4 separate regions of the Mus musculus genome follow, and regions 1, 2 and 4 are each linked to region 3. A link is a contact called in public Hi-C data. All regions are on one chromosome and are shown on one strand. Each heading gives the region's core, a stretch centred on a gene start, on an enhancer-like site or on the middle of the called end of the contact. The rest is flanking DNA. Distances are from core to core; before and after follow the strand shown.

Region 1 (2,807 bases), core at 220-2,719, 770 kb after region 3:
CTTCCCTGTCTTTTGCAAAATGTCATAGTTTCTTAACACAAAAAGCACATTCACCCTATTGTCTCAACAGCCTCCAACTCTTTTCCAGATTCTATCAATATAATAATTAACTCTGGGAGCCCAAAGTATTGTCTTAAAATTTAATTGAGATGTAGCTGCACCCAGGAAATTTGGCATTCTTGGGCAAAATTGCTCTCATGTCAATGTGAGAAATTCAGAAAACAAGATACCCGATTCAAGTTCAGATGAACAACTATGGGATATACATTGCACTCTAAGGGGAAACATCAGAGGAGCAAAGGCCTTTTTGGTCTAAGAGAGCTTGCAACTCAGTGATGACAAAGGCTGCCAGCATTTGTAGGATGCTTTCTCCCTGAGATTTGTCTTCAGTGACTACTCCCCTTTGCCCTGGGTCAGTGATGTTATGGTCTGAGCCCTTTGCAGTGTTTTAGAGGTGGATGTCAGGATAAACCTCAGCCTGCTTCTAGAACTTGCTGCCTAACGAGGCTGCAGACCTTCCGTGTCATCCAGTACCATTTGTTCTTTGTTCAGCATCTCTTCTTCAGAGCATCCCTCTCTTTCCACGTTGTTCTGTGAGCAGAAAGGCGGTACCCAGCAGCTTTGCACACTCATTTCTTGGAAACCAGTTCAAATAAGTGCATAAGTCCATTACTCACAATTTCAAGTCTCTAAGAAAACGTGCTCAATGTAACTCAGGCATTGTGACATGATAGCATCAGCTACAAGCAGACACCAAAATGTACGTTAGTTTCTCAGAGCTGTTGACATGAACATTGGCAGCTGAGTAGTTAAGACAACAGGCATGCGTTGTCTCTTAGTCCTGGAGACTCAAAGTCTGAAATTAAGATGTCAGTTGGACTCTTTCCTTCCAGAGGGTGGGAGAGTCTGTTCCATGTCCCACTCCATGTTTATAGTGACAGAGGTCTGGCAAATCTCAGCTTGCTTCTCTCCTGTCTATAACCTCATTTCAACTAATTATATCTTTAATTACCCTGTTTCCAAATAAGGTCATATTCTTCAGTAATGGAGTTAGGAAACAATGTAATTGCAGTTGTTGTTGTTGTTATTTATTTTTTGCAGGGTGGGGGGTACACGATAATGTCTCTTCAGAGAAAAGAATACATGTGTTCCTTGGCACCTTCTGTTCTCCAGCTATCCATCTGTCTATGGAGAAAGGGGACAGGTGCAGTGACCTTGAATGGCATCTAAAAATGCAGTTTTAAATCTGTTAGCTGCAACAGCAACTTACTTTCTTCTTTTGCAGGATGGTAGAAGTGGATTTACCTGGGCATTTATTTCTTTACTTTCCTGTAACCTCACCAAAACGATAGCAAAGAGAAACAGCAAACTAAAAACAGTTGAGTGTGACAAGTGTGTGGGAGGAGATGAGAGCTGTAAAATTCAGGAAGCTGGAGAGAGGCAGATGGGAAACTGATTGGACAGCCCTGCAAAAGCTGGAGGCTAAGTCAACAATGGAATGCTAGGAGCAGACAGCCTGAAAACATGGGCTTACAGCATATGCATCACACATATTAGGGATGGGGGCTCCAAGAGCCTCTTGCAGGCATGGAGACCTGAGCTGAATCTCCAGAATCCACATCAGTAAGCTTGGCATGGTGGTGCTGGTTCATGATCTAGCACTGGGCATGTGGGGACGTCGGAATCTCCGGGGCTCGCTGAGAAGATATCTTAGCTAAGCTTGATGCCTGGTGGATTCAGTTCAGCAGGTGGAATCCCAAGGACTCACATTGTAGAAGGAGAGAATTAACTATATTGGGTTGTACTCTGCACTGTGCAATGCATTCTCCCCCTCCCTCCCCCTCCCCCTCCCCCCTCTCTCTACACACACACACACACACACACACACACACACACACACACACACACGATCACATTGTAATAGCTAAATCAAAAATTGGAAAGTCTTTTTCTCAACCTGTATCTCTGCTATGTCTTTTTGAGGAAGCTATCAGATCATATCTTCTTATCAAGATGATGTAGTAAGTAAAACTAGAGGAGAACATGGAGTCCAGAAGGCCTAGAGATATATGGGACTCCTCGATGCCCCTCATGTAGTATAGTGTGCTATCATTCTTAGGAACACTTCCCTTGTATTGGCTCATCTCTGGACGTATATCCCATAGCCTTAGCCTTTTGGTCCTGAGTGTATATCTCTGTGATATTCAGACAAATAACCTGAAGGGAGGGCTAGGTAGATCTATACAGTGTTTTGACAGTAGATGTAGGGGCTCATTTCTATGGTACTGATTAAGAAAAATAAGGTTGACTCACATTTAGCAGCAAGATATTAGCTGTTCATTTAGCAGTGTATCAACATTTTGAAAAAGAAAATGGCTATGCACAAACAAACAGCAAGATACAGATGGAGATGGAAAACCAACAGTGTTTATGTAAATGAAGAACATCTGTAGATGACAAGCTATGTGTTGAATACATTGGAACCCAACAGTTTGGTAGGAGAGAGTGATGGAGACAAACTGGTATTGAGATGAGCAAACAGAACCAGAGAAGTACCCAGGCTGGCATACATTCCCTCCATACTCCTTCTGTCCCTGGTAGAGCCTCTGCAAGCTCTGTGTACATAGCATTTGGTTTCACTCAGGAACCAGAGAAGAGACCAAAATATTTGCTTCCTCCTGGTCTCTAAGACACACAGTGGTGATTTCCCAGATGGATGCAGGAATTTCAGGGAATATAAATACTGGTACAGTTGTGAATACCAAGCTTCATCTCATAGAATGATTCAGGTCTCTTGCTTATAAAAT
Region 2 (2,770 bases), core at 185-2,684, 800 kb after region 3:
CACAGAGGTAAAGACCCTTCTCTACTAATCCCACCCCCGACCAGCCTATCTACTACAGGACATCTTGAAACCACATGCAGTTGATATATATTGCATAGAAATGGCTAGAGGAGTGGTTAGAACCTTAGGTTAGGGTCCAGTAGCCTTGCCAATATCCTTCCACAAGCCTGATCATGATGGTATCATGCAAGCAGGCACAGTTTATCTGATGCCATGGTCACTTTGCTCTCAGGATGGTGTTCTACACCACGCATTTTCTGGCCCCCATATGAGTGAAGAATTATAGTAGTAGTTTGTCCTACCGGGGTTTACTTCCTCATATAGACCCAACACGGTCAGACCCAAAGAAACTCACAGCATATTGGAAGGGAGTAAGTCCGTCTCCCTGGAGCAGAATACCAGAAAAAAAAAGTGTTTTCAAACTAGCTTTGTGAAAGAAGTTCTGCAAAAAGTCACCCGAGAGATGCATTGTCAGAAGGGGTGCGTGTCACAGCTTGCAGAGTCCCCTTGAGGTTGTTAGACATGACAGTGGGGGAAGCTATCCCTCTAGTCAATGCTTTTGGCCTTTTAGGGGGACCATGTTTGCCCAATTACTCAAAGGCCAAGTCCTTAGAGAAATGTACCTCTGAGCACACCATAGCTTTATACGGACTCTGCTGATCAGGGATGGCGATGATTTGTTCTCCTGTGGGGGTTGGGACCATGTGAGGAGGCTTGCATTCCAACAAACTGGGCTTGGGACGCTTTTGTTACTTTTAACATCTTAAGTATAGATATTATTCTGTTATTTTCTCATCTCTTTGGGAAGGAAAATTATTGTCAACTAAGAATATGTGCCCTTTTCTTTTTTTACAACATAAATATGCTTTCTCAAGGATGAAAAGAAATATAAGGTTCACAGTTTCTAACCTGTTCTGCAACTATTATAAAAAATAAAAATAAGATCCAAACAACCAAACAACACAGGGCCAGGGACTGGAGAGATGGCACAGTGGATAAAATGCTTGGTATGTGAACATGAGGTCCTAAGTTCACATCTGTGTAAGAGCTGGGTGGTGGCATGTGTGTGTTACCACTGTGTTGGGATATGGAAACAGGCTGTCCCCCAAGGCTTGCTGGCTAGCCAGTCAAGTTGAAATGACTATCTTAAGGCCTGTGAGTGTCCCTGTTTCAAAATCTAAAGTGAAAGATGATAGAATAAAGCACTTAATATTGATCTGTAGCCTTCACATGCCCAGCCATGGACAAGTAAACCTGAGTACACATGTGTACACATACACAGGACACACATGAACACACATACACACACACAAACACACACACACTTGTAAAAAGAGAAAAAACAGCAGCATATTTTGCTGTGTGTAGGAGAGTGTTAAACAGAATGCCAAATCCAAGCTTGCCCCAGAGGCAGAGAGCTGGCAGGCAATCCCTGGGCCTTCAATTACTAGGGAATGTGAGAATTCTTTCTTTGTGGGTTTTCATATCTGCAACACATTCCAAGTTAGAGTCCGGTGTGACAGCTGGTGTGTGAAACCTGTGTCCACAGGCACAGCATGTGTGTGAGGCCTTGGAGAATAGACAGAGGATATCCGGCAACCTGGACCACTGACCAGACACAGTGTAGGCTATCCTTGTGAAGATGGGCTCCTTGGCTCACCACAGCTCAGTGGGCTTTGAATTTTGTGTTATAAGTCAACAACAGCTTCCAAATCCCATCGATATTTTCTAAGTGTATTTCCCAGCATCTTGCTTACCAATTTCGAATACAGATTACCGTGATAAGATCACATGTGTGTGAAATCATGGCACTTATGCCAAACACACAACCTATTTGTGGCCAGTAAGCATGTTTTCTTGTCTGCGGCCAACATGGGTCTCAGTGAATATAAGTGAAGTTGTTTTAGTGGTTTTGCCAATTTTTATCAATTGCTCTCATCAGCATAGATGGCAGTCAGGGTGGTTTTAGGTGTGTGTGTGTTTGTGTGTGTGTGTGTGTGTGTGTGTGTGTGTGTGTGTGTGTGTGTGTGTATGTGTGTGTGTGTGTGTGTGTGTGTGTGTGTGTGTGTGTGTGTGTGTGTGTGTATCATCCGGCTCATTATAGGAAAGAGTAGGTAATTATTCTATAAGCCTTTTGCTGTATAAATGCAAGCTAGGGACAGTGTTCAGCAGTAATAACCAAGCTGACTTGCTTCCTAACAAGATACTGTCCAGAGCAACAACAGAACTCTTAATGGAAGCCTGGGGTGATTTAAGAAAGCTACTGTGGGAGAATTAAAAAGGCATTGCTCTCTAGAGTTGGAGTGAGCAGTAAAAACCAAAAATTTGCTTTTATTAATTCCCTACAATGTGTTTGCTTTTTAACTGGGCCATTCACAGAGATGTGTTTGGAGTGGAGGGAGCCCTTTATGGCTGGATTTATGGGCACCTGAAGTCTGACAAGCATGCTGCTGGCACATCTTGCTAACAATTCCCAGGGAACTTTGTCTGCAAGTAAGAAAAGAACCAAAGTGTGCTTTTATAAATGAACCCTAAGACAGTATGCTAATGTGACCTGTCTCCTAGGAATAACCTTTTCTCCTGCCATTGGCTCATACCCTTGCATGGTCAAGAGTAGGCATGCAAGTATGCTAACTCACTCTCTTGGAATCAAGCCCTAGGAGGCAAAAGCTTATCCTGAGCCTGTTAGCAAAGGTTCTGCAGTTATGAGAACCAGGGTCCCCAGCCTGCCCTGCTCCAGACATAAAATGAAGGGTTGTACAACTGATTC
Region 3 (3,215 bases), core at 568-3,067:
ACAGCCATACATGCTACCATTTTTGCAAATATGTAAGGTACCATGCTTATCCATGATTTGTGGTTTTTTGTTTTGTTTTGTTTTGTTAATTTGCATGCCCCAGCTATGAGTTTTATTTGCTACAAAAACTGTTTGGAATGTTTATCATTTGGAGTTTGAAATTCTTCTTATTTTTTATAACTTAAGAAGCACAAGGTAAATTGAACAAGCCTATGAAGACGTTCAGAGTTTTTTTTTTTCTCCACACACAGAGAATTGAACCCCTAAAGAAAATGTCCTAATGGGGTTAATAAAGGCCAGCATTCCTCAGAGAACTGGGAAATTAATCTGCCGGTTCAAACCTCGGAGGGGTTAATGGAAAGTGTAAGGCAACCGTTGTGCATATTGAAGTGTCTATAAATAGCTCAAAGCCCTGAACTGCCTTCCGAAGCTGCCAGAGCTTTCTTATTAACTCAGCAGCTGCGTGCCACACTAGGATGAGACCTGAATTCATTCCAGGTGCATCCAGGAGACCCCTGCAGTACCTCTCAGCCATGACCAAAGAGAGAGGTGCGGGGGCAGATGGCAGGTTGCTCGGTTATGAGTGATACACAAGATCCTCTTACAGTGAGTGCTGGTGTGTGTGTGTGAGTGTGTGTGTGTGTGTGAGTGTGTGTGTGTGTGTGTGTGAGTGTGTGTGAGTGTGTGTGTGTGTGTGTGTGTGTTTAAGGGAGAGGGGAGAGTTTGTTAGAGTATAAAGCTTACCTGGAGGTTAGAATCTTCTTATTTATTCACCATGTGTGTGTGTTTGTGTGCGCATGCGTGTGCACATGCACGTGGAAGCCAGAGGAAAAGATGAGGCATTGCTCATACTATTTGATGCAGATTCTTCACTGACCTAGAACTTTCCAAATAGGCTATGCTCACTTGCTAGCCAGTCCCAGCGATCCACCTGTCTCAGGCTCTCCAGCAATGAGATTTTGAGTGTGTGCCATGATGGCTTCTCCCATCTCTTGTAGATCAAACTCAGGTCCTCACGATTGTGAGTCAAACACTTCCTTGGCAGAGTCTTCTCCTAGTCACACATCCTTCATATTTTCTTCATAGCAGGATCTTTCGGAGCAGGCCATGGAAGACTTACAAACCTTAAATACTGACAGCTTCCAGCCCCTCGATTTTCATGACAGGAGTCCTCCCTCCCAAGGAGGGCAGGTAACCTGACGGAAACCATGACTCCAAAGAGAACATGGGTTATCCTTGCTATATCCGGTAGCTACCCTTCCTCTACATCTCTGAGGTGTCCTGTCTTACCTGGTATTTGTCACTTCTGCTGCCCTGGGATTCCCTAGATAGCAGGATTATCTCATTTGATTTGAATGCCCAGTACTTGGCAAAGGATCTTGGCACGGGGTAGGTGCTCAGTAAACTTTTGTAAGCAAATTGACTGATTGAAAGAGAGCTTTTTTGGAGAGATTATCCAAGAGCCATTTTTTTTTTCCTACAGAGAGACAGGAGAGGCCATAAGAAGATATTTATTTATTTATTTATTTATTTATTTATTTTTGAGATAAGGTATCACCATGTAGAACAGTCTGGCCTTGAATTCACAGAGACCCAACTGCCTCTCAAGTGCTGGGATTAAAGGTGTGTGCTCCACCATTCTTGGTGGGAAGAAGTTTTGAACAGAAGCCAGGAGACAATGGTGCCTCACATCTATTATGGCGGCTGTCTTCTATGAACTTGAGAAACACTTCGAGCTATTACCTTCACGAGTGAGTACACTGAGGCCCTGGGAGACAGAACACAGAGTCAAGGCATTTCTGCCCAGAGGCCTGACTGCACCCCTGTGTGCTCTGCCAAAGCCCCATTCTTTACGTGAGGCAGCCGTCCTGTTTGGCTGACAGGAATAGAGAGGAGGCATCTTGGCCAGGTGTTCTGAGAAAGAAAACTGGAGTTATCGCCTATTCTTTTGATGTGTTTTCCATCATCAGTCCCCTCCTTGGTCCCCAGACACTTTGCTGCTCGGCTCCAAGCCATGGCTCCCTGCCTAGATGAGTTAGCAAGGATTCTGTCCCCACCAACATGGCAGTAGCCGATGGCACTGGGCGTGAGCCCAAGTTAGTCACCAAAGCCTCAGCTGCATTTGTGTTCCACAGAACCTCTGCCCAGAGAGCAACAAAGCAGGTCTGAACGCAGAAGGGAAGGCAGGAGACTGAACCCTGGGTACAGGCAGATACGGGCCAAAGGCTGTGCCTGAGCTGGGGCGGCTGAGCTGGGGCAGCTGAGGAGGCTCTGGTGGGTGGGGCTGAGGAGACAAGAGCTAGGCAGAGATGGGAAAGATACTGCAGGAGACCAGGACGCCTGCAAAAACAAACTATGAAAAGCCATGAGGCTTATCATGGAAGAGAGAGGAAGGGAAGGAGGGAGAGAGGAAAGGAGGGAGGGAGGGAGGGAGGGAGGTGCCAGCCAAGAAGATGCAGAGAAACAGAACATAGACCTCATCCCAGGAACTGTTTTTAACCTACGGAGTGTCAAGAGATGTTATTTTTGTGTTTGTGACATTTTGAGCTGCAGCCACTTAACAATTTTAAAGGACAAAAAAGAAAATCCTCAATCAACCTAACTCATCCTTATGATGGGGAAAGACACAATGCTTAGCTGCTGGCTGCTGTTTTGAGGGTCACGGAGACCACCCTTAGAGTATTTAAGAAGCCAGACTCACAGTTCAAGGTTCCTTAGCCCTAAGGGACCAGGGCTGTGCACCCGAAACTGGGATCAGATCAGGGCAAGGATGACATCATCAGGAGGTAAAATCCAGGGACAGGAAGGGCAGGCACCCAGCAGTCCTCCCAAGGGCTGGGTCACCTGCCAGGGCCGGGACTTACAGTGCCTGGCAGAGGACTGCATAGCCTGAGCCCTGAGGGAAGTCTGGCTCATCTCTTTGCTCAAGGTTTTGATTGATCTCAAATTTAATTTTGTCTTCGAGGCATTTCTGACAAAGCTCTGAGCAGGAAAACAATATTAGTTTTCTTTTCTCTTCACGAAAAAGAGGGTAGGACCTTGCAATCATTTTCCTTTGTGAGAGAGGATAAATTGAGATGTCTGTGGGCAGGAAGGAATAAAAGATGATCGTAGCTAGGAGGAGCTTGGGAGGGCCTGAAGATAGACTGCCCAACTGTTGCTGCCTCCGACAAGCAACACTGGTGCACTGGTTCGTTTTTGTTTTTTTTTTTTTT
Region 4 (3,053 bases), core at 150-2,649, 550 kb after region 3:
AGATGAAGAATGAGAAGATTCTGACCAAACATACAAAGTCTTAGAACACATGATTTAGTGACCTATTGTGCTATGGGTCATAGCTATTGTAGATTGCAAAATTGCTGAGATATTTTTAATGATCTAATCACAAGACTGATAAATTGATGAGGTGATGGATGCTAATTAGCTTCACTGCATCTTATACAATGTTCACTTCAGTCAATGTGTCATATCATACTCCCTTTCTCTCTTTCCCCCTCTCTCATATCTATCTATATATCTATCTATCTATCTATCTATCTATCTATCTATCTATCTATCTATCTATCTATCTATCTATGGCAATTAAAAATAAACAAATTAGTTTAAAACTTCATTTCATTACTTTTGGCTATAATTTAAAATCTGAACCATACTAAAATCATTCTGTTTATTTTTAAAAGTTTATTTTTACATTTACTATATATTGTACATGTGTGTATATATATATGCATGTATGTATTTATGTACATGTGTATACATATACTACAGTTTTCATGTAAAGGTCAGGGGACAACTTTTGGGAGTCAGTTAGTTCTTTTACCATTTAGATTCTGGGGACAGAACTCAGTCCTCCAGGCTCTGCTTCAGGCACTTTCACTGCTGAGCCATCTTGATGGCCCTGTAAGCACATTTTGCAACAGCTTGTCTAGCATGCCCCTTTCCAGTTCTGCTAGGTCTTGCCTGGCTGTAGGCTGTTTGCTGAGCAGGCCCTGAGTCTTGCTCTGGTGGGCTCTTGAGCGTGCTTTTCCATGACTTAGAGAGCCTTTCATGTTCCAAAGCTCATGAACTCTGAGTCATCTTTCCACCACCCTCCTCTTTTCCATCACCCCTACCCGGCTTCTATCAATTTCATTCCCACCTCAGGATACATTACATGCTTGTTATATTCATTCTGGGCAAGCTGGGCACACTAAAAATACATCTAACGTCGGAAGTGTGTGATGGATGAATGCATCAGAATGTATAATTCTTCTGGAAGAACCGCCTGGAGTCTGAAATATAAGTATCACATAAACAAAGGACATGAGGTTTAAGAGCTCTGAGTTAAATAAGGCTTCGGTGGACCCAAGTTCAAACTCAATTTTTTATTCATGAAAAAGTCACATTTCTTGTTGCTTTAAAGAACTGTTGTTCATGTACCGTGCCTCACGGATGTTACTTATAAAGTCTGACTCAGAGAATTTAGGAAAGGTTCTCTTCTGTTTTGATCAATGTGTCATATATGGGAAAAAAATCACACTTCAGGACAACGATGTAAGAGTTTCTAGCCGTTTCTTTTCAGGATTCTAAAAATAGTTTGTGTATGAGGGGAGTCATGGGTTGGGGCAGACACTATGTGTGTGCATGAGGGGAGGCAGGGGTGGGTGGGGCAGACACTATGTATATGCATAAGCCATGTCATAGGTGGTGGGGTCATCCCTGTGGAACAGAATCTGTGCCTGTCAACCTGGGTTATAGTCTTCAAATGGCTCTGGAGATGTCAATTTCTTAAAACAAAGGAAACTGGACACATGCACCCAGCATTAGCTGAGCCAAGCTGGCTGATCACCAAAGAAACAGGGAATCTTAGGAGTAAGCAGGCCGAGGGAGGCAGATCACACTCCTAATTACCTCCACAGCACCCTCATTTTCATATGCATGGCAATAGCTTGCTCTAAATGTTTGTGCCTAGGTTTAAACACTCAGGAAAATTCTAATTAAGGAAGAGCTGGTAGTAGAGGGTTGTACATTTAAAACAAACATAGGTTTCCTTGACATTCAGGAGTGATGCTGGCCACACATCAGTATGTATCACGCAGTCAGCTATTCTCTAGTAACAAACCTTATATTTAAATAAGTGGGGCAAAGGAATATGGTGCAGCCTCCTCCGTGTAGAAGGCCGTGTGAAGTGAGGTCAGGTCTGTTCTGTAGTGGTCATCTCATTCTCTCTCCTGGGTGGATCTTTGTCTCATTTCAGAGTATAGGTAGTTCCCCTTCATAGTTATATTGGTTCTTGTGTATGTGTATTTTATTGTTGGGGACAAGGGACTCATGCAAATGGGATCATTGCCTAGTGTCTCCTTTGAGTAGGTCATTATTCATGTAACTCATTTTTTTTTTTTGCATGTTGATTTTATGCCCTACAATTCTATTGAACTCATATTTCAGTTCCAAACATTTACTTTGAAAGGAGTCATTAGGGGGCTGGGGAGTCAGGAATGCACTTGCCTTGCCTGAATTCCATCCCCCAAACCCATAGCAATAAAAGTTCATAATCCCAAGCTTCAGAAGGCAGAGATGGGCAGATCTCAGTGGCTCGCTGACCAGGCAGCTTTGTTTACTTGTTAAGCTCAGGTCAGTGAGACTTCATCTGAAAAACAAAACAGAAACAAACACCAAAACAAACAAAAAATACAACTAACTGGCAACACACACACACACACACACACACACGGTTGGTGGTAAACACACACACACACACACATAAACACTCACACACACACACACACACACACACACACACCTCTAAGTGCAGAAGGGTCATTAGGGATTTAAACTACTATTAGGATAGCTTGGTGTTTTCTTTTCTTGTGTGATTGTTTCTGTCAGTACATTCATATTGCATAGACATGTGGTGGCAATAGGTACCCTCACCATCTCTCATTATTTGGTTTTATATACTAGACTAATCTTGAATGTCATAGATAAACTCTGTTTGGTTAGTATGTGTAAACTTTTGGATGTATTACTGAACTAATAATTCCCAGTATTGGTCAAGCCCAACAGAATCCCAGCACAGAGAGAAGAGGTAGTCTTGAAGTCTTCCTCTTAGCTGAGGAGCTATTGAGAGTTGATAGCTTCTCTTCCAGGAGAGGAAGAGTCAGTTTTCTTTAAGGATGTGGCCCCTGATAGGTAGAGGGGGCTCTGGAGGATGGGCATACAGCCAAGAGTGTGTACGGCAGCGCAGATTGGTGTGTTTTAAAGAGCGGATCTGGGAGGCGGCAAGGGAGGAAAGTCATATGATCCTTTCTCTGAGATTGGCATTATTG

The links. Hi-C and Micro-C count contacts between places; a contact is called where the count stands out from the background.
Region 1: a contact with region 3 is called in a Hi-C map of cerebral cortex, with 9 times the contacts expected there. The contact joins two enhancer-like sites. A contact is called at or near these places in 3 of 484 Hi-C or Micro-C datasets (the N1E-115 cell line, cerebral cortex and forebrain).
Region 2: a Hi-C map of forebrain shows a contact between it and region 3, with 5 times the contacts expected there. The contact joins two enhancer-like sites. A contact is called at or near these places in 5 of 484 Hi-C or Micro-C datasets (cerebellar granule neurons, cerebral cortex, cortical neurons and 1 more).
Region 4: a contact with region 3 is called in a Hi-C map of cortical neurons, with 3 times the contacts expected there. The contact joins two enhancer-like sites. A contact is called at or near these places in 5 of 484 Hi-C or Micro-C datasets (cerebellum, cerebral cortex and cortical neurons) and 1 of 115 datasets of contacts at active chromatin or transcription factors (neural progenitor cells).

The regions. Positions count from the first base shown.
Region 1 is chr9:112,863,788-112,866,594 of GRCm38.p6, reverse strand. No RefSeq gene overlaps it. Among named protein-coding and RNA genes, the nearest start is that of Gm36251, 260 kb to the left of the region's middle. Within about 2 kb of position 1,469, at least 9 of the 459 cell types and tissues checked have an H3K27ac peak or open chromatin away from gene starts, as enhancers often do. A contact at or near this core is called in the N1E-115 cell line and cerebral cortex, where this site is marked.
Region 2 is chr9:112,830,030-112,832,799 of GRCm38.p6, reverse strand. No RefSeq gene overlaps it. Among named protein-coding and RNA genes, the nearest start is that of Gm36251, 290 kb to the left of the region's middle. Within about 2 kb of position 1,434, at least 10 of the 459 cell types and tissues checked have an H3K27ac peak or open chromatin away from gene starts, as enhancers often do. A contact at or near this core is called in cortical neurons and forebrain, where this site is marked.
Region 3 is chr9:113,632,448-113,635,662 of GRCm38.p6, reverse strand. No RefSeq gene overlaps it. Among named protein-coding and RNA genes, the nearest start is that of Gm36686, 7.5 kb to the right of the region's middle. Within about 2 kb of position 1,817, at least 20 of the 459 cell types and tissues checked have an H3K27ac peak or open chromatin away from gene starts, as enhancers often do. A contact at or near this core is called in the N1E-115 cell line, cerebral cortex, cortical neurons and 1 more, where this site is marked.
Region 4 is chr9:113,079,672-113,082,724 of GRCm38.p6, reverse strand. The region is part of intron 5 of Gm36251 (a long non-coding RNA gene); the gene reads left to right. Among named protein-coding and RNA genes, the nearest start is that of Gm36251, 42 kb to the left of the region's middle. Within about 2 kb of position 1,399, at least 4 of the 459 cell types and tissues checked have an H3K27ac peak or open chromatin away from gene starts, as enhancers often do. A contact at or near this core is called in cortical neurons, where this site is marked.